Linked DNA regions of Mus musculus: regions 2 and 3 are each linked to region 1. A link is a contact called in public HiChIP or PLAC-seq data. All regions are on one chromosome and are shown on one strand. Each heading gives the region's core, a stretch centred on a gene start, on an enhancer-like site or on the middle of the called end of the contact. The rest is flanking DNA. Distances are from core to core; before and after follow the strand shown.

Region 1 (3,747 bases), core at 572-3,071:
GAATTTTACAGTGTGTTTTCTTAGTGTTTGGAAGAGTGGAGTCAGGACTTTGTTTTTCAGGAAACCCCTTTCCCTGTTGGGGAGGGTCTACTGAAATGCTGTCTGTGCTTAACTTTCCAGCTTTGCTGAAACTTCAACCTCGCAGAGTCTTAGTAGTTACCAGATGAGCACTGGGTGGAAGGTGCGTTGGAGAGTTGGCCTTGAGTACTGGTCATGAGCTGGGCTCTGGAATCACATTTCTGGGGTTGCTTCCTGGCTGAAGCATTCACAACCGTGATTTTGAGGAAGACACTAAGCACTTCAGGGCCAGCTTCCTGATCTATAAGATGGGATGAATAAAGTCCCCATCCATGGCAGCGGCTGCTAATGACTTCACACCCAGACATTCTGGGCTAGCTGCTACAAAATGGTCTGTCTAGATACTCTGGATGCACATGACCTTTAATAGTCATTAAGCCTCAGGTTACTTAGCTAACTCACACCTGAAGGGGACATGCTCTCCTGTGCTTAGACAACACACAGTACGCCTTATAACACGAACAGCCTTTGCTGTCCTTTGCCTCAGTGAAATCCCATAGGCTGCCTGCCTGCCTGCCTCACTCCCAGGCTACTGGACACTGTAGAAGTCTTTGATTTTGGTTGTTTTCCTTCTGCCCACTCCTTGTCATAATCTCATATCCCATCCTGGAGTGGATGGCCTTGCTGGCCATCACTGAATTCACTAACCAGCCAGTGGCTGGGAGGACTGCAAAAGGTTGTGTTCCCATGTGGCAGATCCTTCTCATACCACGCATGGTGAGAGCAGAGGGCAAGAAACCAGGTGTCTCAATGGTAGTACATCCTTCCTGCGCAGCACTCCAGCAGGGCCTGGTGGCTTCCATTCTTAATGCCCCCACCTCCCAACACACACACACACACACACACACACACACACACAGAGAGAGAGAGAGAGAGAGAGCAGCCCCAAGCTACTAAAGGCTGTCTGGCTTACCACTGTGGAGTATTGATTACTTCTCATTAGCTTATCTGCCACAGTAGAGGAATTGTCTCAGCATTTTTTTTTTTTTTTGAATCTGCAGGACCAGGACACTGCTTAGCCTTAGTTAAGATGGTGCCTCAGAAGCCAGGCAGCAGTGGCACACAGCTTTAATCCCAGTACTCGGGAGGCAGAGGCAGGTGGATCTCTGAGTTCGAGGCCAGCCTGGTCCACAGCCAGAGCAGCCAGTTTTACACAGTACTCCTTATAACACGAACTCCCTCTCAACAGCAAAAGGAATTAAGGCACTGGGGCAGGGGTGGGGAGGGCAGCTCTAGAGTGCTTACCTAGCTTCTATGACGTCCTGGGTTCAAGCCCCAGCAGGAAAGGAAAAAGTATTTAAGAGACTTTATTGGAAAAGATACAGGGAGCCAATACCAGTGAAACCCATCTGGAAACAAAAAACAAAACCAAAGACGCTGCCTAGGATACCAGGAGTCTACAGTCCTGTTGCCTCGCTGAGAAGAGGAATTCTGGAACTGGGATTTAGTTCATAAATTGGCTCTGTTTTGCTCCCCCCACCCCACCCCCAACTTCTCACAAGCTTTTCCTTAGCTGAGTGGTCTTAGAGCACAGGCCTTAGTGTGTCACTTAGCAACAAGATTTTCTCGATGCTCAGTTCTCAAATAGTCAAGTGAGCCATCAATCCCCAGCCTTCCCCTCTGCTTACCTTCAGCTCCCACCAGAGCCTCCTGTTAGACAATCGAGTGTGTGGCGGAGGGAGGGACCAAAGACGGGCGAAGTTTAATCATTGAACCGAGCAGCTGGAAGTATTTAGCCCAAGCACCCACCTCCCCGCCCAAACTAGAGGCGTGCAGCACTCCGCAGACAGAGAGTGTACTGAAGACTCGGCGCTCTCGGGAACAACCGCACTTGGGAACATGTTTGCAGTACACTTGGTGGCGTTTTACTTCACCAAGCTGAAGGAGGACCAGATCAAGAAGGTAAGGACTCTGAAGCTGAGGTGTCTGGCCCAGTCTACGCTGACAGACCCAACAGACTCCCTCTCAACAGCAAAAGGAATTAAGGCACTGGGGCAGGGGTGGGGAGGGCAGCTCTAGAGTGCTTACCTAGCTTCTATAACGTCCTGGGTTCAAGCCCCAGCAGGAAAGGAAAAAGTATTTAAGAGACTTTATTGGAAAAGATACAGGGAGCCAATACCAGTGAATGTCTCAGGGAGGAAGAGGTAGTAAGTGTCCCACATTGCTCATTGTCCCTCGTCCCGGCTTTCAGTCAGAGCCTCTTGGCAAATATGGGAAATTGGAAGTCTTCAAAAAGTTCTAGGAACTTTGTGCCCAATTCAGGGCCATTTAGGGGCAAGGCCACGACGAAGGTGAGTCGTTTATAAAGAAAGAGATCTTTTTGTTTGTTTGTTTGGTTGGTTTTTCGAGACAGGGTTTCTTTGTATAGCCCTGGCTGTCCTGGAACTCACTTTGTAGACCAGGGTGGCCTCGAACTCAGAAATCTGCCTGCTTCTGCCTCCCAAGTGCTAAGATTAAAGGCGTGTGCCACCACGCCCGGCTAGAAAGAGAACTTTTAAAAGTGCATCCGATTATTCATGTGTTTGAAATCAAATGGAAATAAAGGCACCAAGAGAAAACCTGGGGTTTATTTTATGATTTTGACACAGGGTCTTATATGGCCCACTCTGGTCTGAGACTACAATCTCAGTCTCCCAAGTGCCTGGAATTACAACCTACTCGGCATGGCTGGCATGTACATTTTAACACAGTTGTAATTTTCAGCATGTCCTATTGTCCTATTAATAGGTCAGAGTTTTTTGGCTACTTTGCCCCAGCTACAAAATCAAGATGGGCTCTAGTTGACTGATGAGACCAGGATTATCTCCTGGCAGCTAAAATGAGTGCAGCCTGTGTCCCTGGTCACACTCACTGGCTGCTGACAGCTGCAAGGAGGAGGATGTAGCATCTCCATTGACAACAGGAGTCCTCTGGGCAACCAGACTCTGCCAAGGTCACCCGGGCACTAACAGTACACTGAAACTGGCAGATGCCTCCTCTAGCCTTCTAAATGCTTTTCAAACTTTGAAAGAAGAAGTATGGCCCCCTTGTAGCCCCTTCTTTGCTAGTGGGTAAACGCCGCCTGTCTGCAGTCCATGAGAGCCAGGGCAAGCCGGAGAGTAGAAACCCATTTGCTTTGACAGCTTTTCATTCTGTCATTTGTTGGACTAGATTCCCAGAACCCCCTCTGCTGACTGCTTGAGGGGTGTAAAGTCCTTTGCAGCCCTGTTTCAGAACTCATTGCTGTTTCTCCCAGCTGGGCGGAGAGGCCAGCCCTAAGGATAATCTTTGAGACTGAAACCTTTAGTTTGCAGTCACTTCATCCCCCCGACTCCGTACAGTGGCTCACCTTTTGTTCTAGCCTGGGATAAGGCTGGAGCATGTTTGTCCACCAGCCCAGGAACAGGTTCAAACAAGGCATTCCAGAGCCTCTGTCAATACCTGGGTTGAGTTCCTCCCCTCACGGTGAAAAGCAAGAAAGTCATGAATCCCCCAAGCCTAATCAAGGGCCCAGCAGGTCTCTTGGGCTTGTGAGTAGACTGGTTTGTAGCCAGTCTGACTCACAGCTTGGAGGACATTCCTCCACAGGCCAAAAACAGCTCGTCTAAAGGCAAAGTGTGTTGTCTGTGTGGTAATTCAGTGGTTCCTGTCCGACGGTTTACACGCTTCCTGCCCCTGGAGTTGTCAAGG
Region 2 (3,747 bases), core at 930-3,429, 230 kb before region 1:
AACCGCCAGACTAAATAAAAGAGGGTAGGTGAGCACCATTGTTCATTTTTCTTTTTCTAGCAGATGAAATATGACCAGCTGCCTTGTACGCCTATTGCCACATCTTGCCTACCCCGATGGACTCTAGCCTCCAGCTATAAGCCAAAATGACCCAAAATAAAACGCTTAAGTCTCTTCTCAGGTATTTTGTCCCAGCAGTGAGAAAAATAAATGATATGTTGTTTTAATTCCCCTTGGTTCCAAATCTCACGATCAGACATAAATCTTTTGAGTTTTAAATTAAAATTATAGTTCCTGTTCCCATGTTTCCTGATCAATTAAGCTAATATCGACCAAGTCCTTCACTCCTTGGGCAAGTTACTCATGTGTAGATCTCCAATCTCCTTCCCCACTTGATAAGAGAATTAGTTCAGGCCATTAGGACTTAGAAAGGCCACATTTGTTGGCGCCGAAGGTGTCACAATTTGGGAAGCAGTCACTTGAATGACTAATAGAATCTAGTCCTTTTCAGGTTTGCTGTGAGGTTTGGTATGAGAAAAAAAATGCCAAAAATAGGATCCTAAGAAGGTAAAAATGCACTTCATTTGAGTGATTTTCAGCCACAAGACAGCATCTGCTCCCTTTATACCCATGTGTGTGGCATTCTTCACCTTATTAACTGTTCCTATGCATAGCATATTCCGTTGTAGGGGCATAGTGTATTGCTGTAGAACTGGGTGTAGCTAAGAGGAAAAAGAATTTAGAAAAGCTATTGAGATTTAGATTTGTAAAGATTTAGATGTAGAGACCCATAACTATTCATCCAACTTGTGGGAAAAGCCTTTTTCACCATCATTCCTTGAACACACCTGGTGTTATAAAACTGAATCCATAAGACTACATTCAGACAAAGTCATTGATGTTAAGCCAGTCCTTATTTTCATAGAATTCTGGAAGCTATCACAAATTTAAAATATTGTGGTCCCGGTTATTTAAGTCTAATCATAGAACTCAGGACGTGTAGCTGTAATTTTTTTAAGGCCTGTGTTTGAGGCTCAGATTACAAGACTGCTACACTAGACATTATGTAGTTTGCAAGAATGCCCTGTACCTACATCTAGGTTTGGTGTCATCTTCCCTCAGGAATGTAATAGCTGATTGACTGAATAAAGAGAACATGATAAACAAGGTTTGAGGACTGGGATTGTTGTTCAATTGGTAGTAGGCTTGCCTGGTCTGTGAGGTACAGGGGATCGAGCCCAATCTTTGTGAATATACATAAAGACCAAGAAGTCAATTCGCTGACACTGATATCTTTCATATAAATTTGTACCTCAGAGGCAGTTAATCCTGAACCTTAAGATTAAATGTACGTATTACAAGCAGGTCATCTGTCAGACACATTGGACTTGCTTTTCTTATCCTTTAGATTTTTCCCTATTCTGTTTCATAGGAGCGAGCATTCGCCTTGCAACTCTGGGAAATTACAGCTGTGAGAGCGCTGTGCCCATCGCGGATTCCGATCACTTTTCAAGTCTTACAAGCGCTACTGAGTTTGGACAAATAAATTCGCTTCTCGGGTGGGTTTGGTTTCTTCTGGGATACGTGAGAACTAAAAGTGAAGCCATAACTTAACGCCTGCATAAGGAGCTAATATCCTTGAGGCGGCCCCTCGGCTTCAGACCCCTGCAGATTCTGCTGACCCCGGGAAGCCTCGACGTCAATGCCCAGGTACCGTTACAGGCTAACGCTCCACCCACTGCGGGGGGCGGGGCGGGGCGGGGGCGGGGCGGAGGGCTGCAGTTTCCGGCGGCGAATGGCTGTACGGCGCGTGGCGCTCCCGCCGGCCTCAGCTCGTGCTTGCCCACGAGCCGCTGCGTCGCGCGTCAGCCCCTCGCTCCCCGCCGCCTGCGAGGGGGCTGCGCGAGCGTTGCAGGGCATGCTGGGAAGGGAGGCGTTCCGAGCGGGGGGAGGGGAACACTTGGAATTCTGCGTGCCGCGCCAGGGGAGGCGAGCGTCCTTCCTGGAGATTGGCCCGTGCTCTGGAGAAGCCTGTCACTTCAGACCGTGGGCGGGCCCATCGGGGCCACTCAGGTTTTCATTGGCCGAGGGAGGCTGCGACTCTCTGGGAGAGTTTCCTCCTGTAGAGTTCCGGCTTGCTTTGCTCCCGCCGCGAGGTGCGTGGCCCGGAAGTGACGCACGGTCCTGGCCGGCGGGGCCGCCCAGCCCCCGCTTCCTTTCACGCTCTCGGTGGCCGTAGGTGGTCGCGGCCACCGCAGCCGGGCGGGAGGTTGCGACGGCCAGTAATGCCCGGGAAACTCCTCTGGGGAGACATAATGGAGCTCGAGGCACCCTTGGAAGAGTCCGAGAGCCAGAGGAAGGAGCGGCAAAAGGTGTGCTGCGGCTGGGCCGCGCCTCCCTCGGGCTGCGCTGGCCTGGGCGGGGAGGGGAGCTGTCTAGGAAGGGGAAAGACCTGTCAGGACCGGGGGCGAGTTTCCGAGGGACAGCTTCCCCTTCGCCGAGCTCAGCCCTCCGAGGTCCCAGGGACCATTCCCCATCGCCGCACTCCCGGACCTGGAGGAGAACGGCCCGGCTTCCGTGGTACTTCAGCCCCACGTCGGCCTCTGCGCCCGGATCTCTCCCGAGAGATGGGCAGACTTGAGCTCCCATCGCCGTGGAATCTGCTCGTGTTCCCTTTCTTAGGCGGCGAGTCCCTTCATTTGGTTTTCCGGGGCCTTCGAAGAGTTGAGACAGAGATGATGATGGCTTTGCCTATGTGTTGCCTCCCGGTCGCGGTGTCGTGTCTGCAGCAGTCTCGGGAAAAGCTATCCTAGGGGGTTACAATCCTCCATGATTGGGTAATAGAGGCTTAAGGAACAGTGTCAAAGCCAGGCTTGCCAGGGGTTGGCTGTGATGGAGTTCGTGGGGGTTGTATTACGAATAGCCCTTACTGTCAGTATTTTCAATCCACTGTGGTTTTTATTGAGGCTAATCGTGCCAGACTCTTAGCTGAGGACCGAGGAGATAAAACTAATTAAGTATGCAGAATAGTCCCTGCCCACCAGGAGCCTGTAGAGGTTCTATCCCCACCTCCGTCCAAGACATTAAGAAAGAAAGAAAGAAAGAAAGAAAGAAAGAAAGAAAGAAAGAACCCGAAAAATAGAGGATCTTATGGTGTTAAGAAAAAATGCAGAGGTAAAATTTTTACTGGAGACATTTGACCTGGAGAAAGAAAGCTGAATGAGGATGAAAATGACTGTGGGAAAGATGACACTTGATAAAATATTTACTCTGTAGAGTGCTAGAGATGAGGAAACACCCCCTAGGACCTACCACGAAGGTAAATTTTAAATTCTAGCCACCCTTTTATGTCACCTTCCCAGTGGGCATTGAAGTGAGGCCACCACTATGCCCGACAAATGCCCAGCGTTGAGCTCTATTCCCAACTCTCGTTTTTCTGTTTTTGTAGAACGTACTAAATTTGGAATTTACATTTGAGAGTTCCATTTTTCAGTGCTGGGGTTTAAATTCGACCATGGCTCAAGGTTTATTTTTTTTATACCATTTTAAGCGTGTGACTTGATGTCATTATAATAGAATTGTGCTGTCACGACCACCGTGATCTCTAGAACCTTTTCATCTTCCCAAGCCAAAGCTCTTTGCCCCTTTGAATTTTACTACTGTAGGCTTCTAGGGTAGACTATAAATGTAACCTCAAGCCGTTATTTTAGTTTTATATTTAATTTAGTTTGTCTTGAATAACCTTGC
Region 3 (3,747 bases), core at 936-3,435, 180 kb before region 1:
TTATATGAGTACATTGTAGCTATCCTCAGACACACCAGAAGAGGGCATCCGATCCCAGTACAGATGGTTGTGAGTCACCATGTGGCTGCTGGGAATTGAACTCAGGACCTCTGGAAGAGCTGCCAGTGCTCTTAACCGCTGAGCCATCTCTCCAGCCCCTGGGCTTTGTTTTCATCAGCTATTGAAAGGCTTCTTGTATCATCACTTCAAGTGTGGTGATAAGCATGTAGCTAAATGTTGGCAAGGTGCATTTCAACGATCTACCTGCTAAAGGTTACCTTTTCTATCAGTAGGGCTTCTAACAAAATTAAATAATAGCTTCTATCTTAAAAGAAAAAAAAATCTTAGCTGGGCAGGGGTGACACACAACTTTATTTTCTTTTTTCCGTGAGTATTTTGCATTTCAGCCTTCTGAGGCTCACCTCAGACCCCAAGTCCAAACGCAGTGCAGTGCTCAAGATTTGAATCCAGAGTTTCTTTCACTACACTCCGTTGTCTCCTCAAAATTAGCATACATTACAATGGATCCATTTAGAAATATCTTAGGGCCTGTGAGATGGTTCAGTCCATATGGTGTTTGCTACCTCTTGATGCAAGCTTGAAGAATTGAGTTCGATACCCAGAACTCACATAAAGAAGAGAATCGGTTTCACTTTCATTTTTCAAACTACTGTGATAAACTGTCTCCCAAGTCCCCGAATCACTGGTTCTTCAGAAGAAGTTCTAAAACGTATTACCAGTGTGGTCGTGCAAATATTTAATCCCAGCATAGGCAGATCTCTGAGTTCAAGGGCAGTCACGGGTGTACAGTGAAAGCCTGACTCAAAACGAGCATTGTCACTGATCATTCAATTGGCCTCTTTCCCTTATCCAATGGTAGTAGTAAACTCTCCAACTTAGGCATCTTTGGGAATCCATTCCTAGTCTCAAGGCCCTGTCAAGGGGCTGAGTGTGCCCTCAAACCCAGTGATAACTGTCCATCTCTTACATTAGTCTATAACAGTGGTTCTCAGTCTTCCTAATGCTGTAGCCCTTTAATGCCTCTTACGTTGTGGTGATCCCCAACCATAAAATGAATTAATTTTAGTTGTTGAGGATTTAGCTCAGCTGTAGAGCGTTTGCCTAGCAAGCGCAAGGCTCTGGGTTCAGTCCTCAGCTCTGAAAAAAAAAATTGCTACTTCAAAACTGTAATTTTGCTATTGAATCTTAATGTAAATATTTGATATATGACCACTGGTAAAAGGGTCGTTGAACCCCAACGGAGTGTCGACCCCCTTGAGAAACTTTGGTCTGTAGTGCTTGAGGACAAGCAGGGCTTGGATGTTATTAGAATCCTGTCTGTCCACTCTGGAAGCAGAGGCAGGCGGATTTCTGAGTTCGAGGCCAGCCTGATCTACAAAGTGAGTTCCAGGATAGCCAGGGCTACACAGAGAAACCCTGTCTCGAAAAACAAAACACAAAAAAACGAACCCTGTCCGTCATACAAGAATACCCGGAAGTTTATAAAGTGCACACATGAATAAAGGGCCAGACTTGTGAATTGTGGGTATTTTTTGTTGTTACTTGGGGTCGGGGAGAGAGCTGTTGAGACAATCTCATCATGTGTCGGGCTAGCCTTGAACTATGTGCACCACGCTGGACTCGATAGAGATCCATCTACCTCTGGCTCCTGGGTGCTGAGATTAGCGGCGTGCACCCCATATGCCCTGCCTATTCTGGTTCTTTTAAATTGTTCATATTGTGCAGCACGCATATGCGTGTCCTGGGTGCCACTGAGCGCGTGCACGATAAAACTGCACAGCTGGTTCTGTTTTCCAGGGATCACAAATTCAGGTCACCAGAACTGTGGTATCTCGCCGGTCCCTGAATTCCGGTGCTCACCAAAGCACCTGGGTTTATCTGTCACCACCCAGCCGTTTTCCACAGGTAGCGTACACATCGCAGCTTTTCATGGGAAAATGTTGCCAGCTGGTAATCCCAGACTCGGCAAGCGGAGGCAGCAGGGTAAGATTCAAGGCCGTTCTCCAAGTCTAGCCGTGGCGATCCCGCTGTCGTTAGACCGCGCAGAGCACCTCCACGCCGCACACACGGGTCTCACCCAAAGCCGCGCGAACCGCAGCCTTGCCGGTACACGCTACTTCCGCCGGATGCACTCCGCTGCGGAAGTGACGAATAGGCCCGGCTGAGGGGCGGTCCGCTTTCTCTGTCGCCCTCTCTCCTAGCACGCGGTTGAGGAAGCCGGTAGGCCTGAGAAGCTGCTGCTGAATAATGCCGGGAAAACTCCGCAGTGGGGCCAAGTTGGGCTCAGACGGGGCCGAGGAGAGCATGGAGACGCTGCCGAAGCCAAGCGAGAAGGTGAGCCTGGGGGGAGGGGGGTGTCCCCGAACTGGGCCGGGCCGGGAGCTCGTGGCCGGCCCTCTGACACGCCGTGTCGGCTGGTCAGGCTTGGGAGTGCGGAAGGGATTGCCGATCGCGTCACAGTGCGGACCAGAGCCGAAGACGGCAAAGTCTGAAACTTGCGCACATGGTCGGCATCTGCTGTGACACACAGACACAGTTCCCTCTTTAAAAAAGAAAAGAAAAGAAAAAAAAAAGAAAACCCAAAACAGAAAACGTGGTTGGCTAAGTGATCACCCTATTATATAGAAGGATCTGTGTGAGCACTGTTAAATCGCCTTGTCTCTTCTTAATTCCTTGCATAAAAATATTAAACTTGTGACAGTATCTATCAAAGTAGGAGGGTTCGGAAATTATCCCGGAACTCCTATGTTGTACGACTTAATTGAGTTTTTTTTTTGCTGTCTCTGTTGACTTTGAAGGTAGGAGCCTTTTAAAGGAGCAGCAGTAGTATTTGAATTAGGTGGAAATCACTGGGCGCACAGCGTTCACATCCGCGTGTTCAGCTGCCTGATGCTGAAGTCAGGAGGGAGGGACCTAGCTACGCGTTTATATTCCGAACTCGACTTACTGTTTTTCATATATGTAGTAGATAACATGTTCATGGGGCGGAGAGATTGTCCACGATACAGTATTTTTAAGATGGTTTTTGTGGTACCAGGACCAAACCTTGGGCAGCTCACGTGTTGGCAGGTGCTGTCCCACTGTAGCTCTAGCCCTTAGCCCAGCGGTTCTCAGCCTGACAGATAATCTGCAGATGTTTATATTATGATTCATAACGGTAGCAAAAATTAAAGTAACAACGGGATAATTTTCTGGTTGGGGGTCACTACAATATGAACTATTTGAAAAGTTGAGAATCGCTACCTTAGGCCATGATTTGAGAATTTAGTCCATTATGATTTAGTCTTTACTGCCTGGAACACTACTAGAGTCTATCTAGTAGGTGGCTAATAATCGGTACAAATTTTCCATATGAAAAGTTGCACATTTAAATAAAGTCCAAATAAAGTTTCACAGACGCAAATGATATATGAATTTTTTTGGTAGTTTTGTTTCATATAGTGTCTACGAGAATCCACATTGAAGTACACATTTCTTGAGTGTTTTACCATATAGAAATTTTGGAGGGAAAAGAAACCTGTTGTTGCTGTTATGAGGACACCCAAAGTTTGCTTGCTCGCTCTCTCTCTCTCTCTCTTTCTTTTCTTTCTTTCCTTCCTTCATAGTTACCTTTTGGACAGTGCTTGCTCACTGATACTGTGTGTGTGTGTATGTATGTATGTATGGATGGATGGGTATGCTTGCCCCTGGGGTTACAGAAGTTTGAGGTCAATGTTGGGTGGGTGC

Evidence for each region. HiChIP or PLAC-seq counts read pairs in DNA pulled down with a chosen protein or histone mark.
Region 2: a contact with region 1 is called in an H3K27ac HiChIP or PLAC-seq map of extraembryonic endoderm stem cells. The contact joins the promoter of Ddx50 here to the promoter of Hkdc1 in region 1. A contact is called at or near these places in 1 of 39 promoter capture datasets (pre-B cells), 4 of 484 Hi-C or Micro-C datasets (brain, embryonic stem cells and nephron progenitors), 3 of 115 datasets of contacts at active chromatin or transcription factors (extraembryonic endoderm stem cells, pancreatic cancer cells and trophoblast stem cells) and 4 of 9 other capture datasets (adipose tissue, embryonic stem cells, liver and 1 more).
Region 3: a contact with region 1 is called in an H3K27ac HiChIP or PLAC-seq map of extraembryonic endoderm stem cells. The contact joins the promoter of Ddx21 here to the promoter of Hkdc1 in region 1. A contact is called at or near these places in 3 of 39 promoter capture datasets (the HPC-7 cell line, embryonic stem cells and pre-B cells), 1 of 484 Hi-C or Micro-C datasets (female germline stem cells), 2 of 115 datasets of contacts at active chromatin or transcription factors (extraembryonic endoderm stem cells and microglia) and 3 of 9 other capture datasets (adipose tissue, liver and pancreatic islet).

What each region holds. Positions count from the first base shown.
Region 1 is chr10:62,420,531-62,424,277 of GRCm38.p6, reverse strand. Hkdc1 (hexokinase domain containing 1) reads left to right here and starts at 1,821. Exons shown (of 18, transcript NM_145419.1): 1 at 1,821-1,980. The coding sequence starts at 1,918. It overlaps Gm30322 (a long non-coding RNA gene), which reads right to left and starts at 1,772. Exons shown (of 3, transcript XR_380484.3): 1 at 1,707-1,772.
Region 2 is chr10:62,649,650-62,653,396 of GRCm38.p6, reverse strand. It overlaps Ddx50 (DExD box helicase 50), which reads left to right and starts at 2,179. Exons shown (of 15, transcript NM_053183.3): 1 at 2,179-2,372. The coding sequence starts at 2,286.
Region 3 is chr10:62,600,736-62,604,482 of GRCm38.p6, reverse strand. It overlaps Ddx21 (DExD box helicase 21), which reads left to right and starts at 2,185. Exons shown (of 15, transcript NM_019553.2): 1 at 2,185-2,355. The coding sequence starts at 2,269.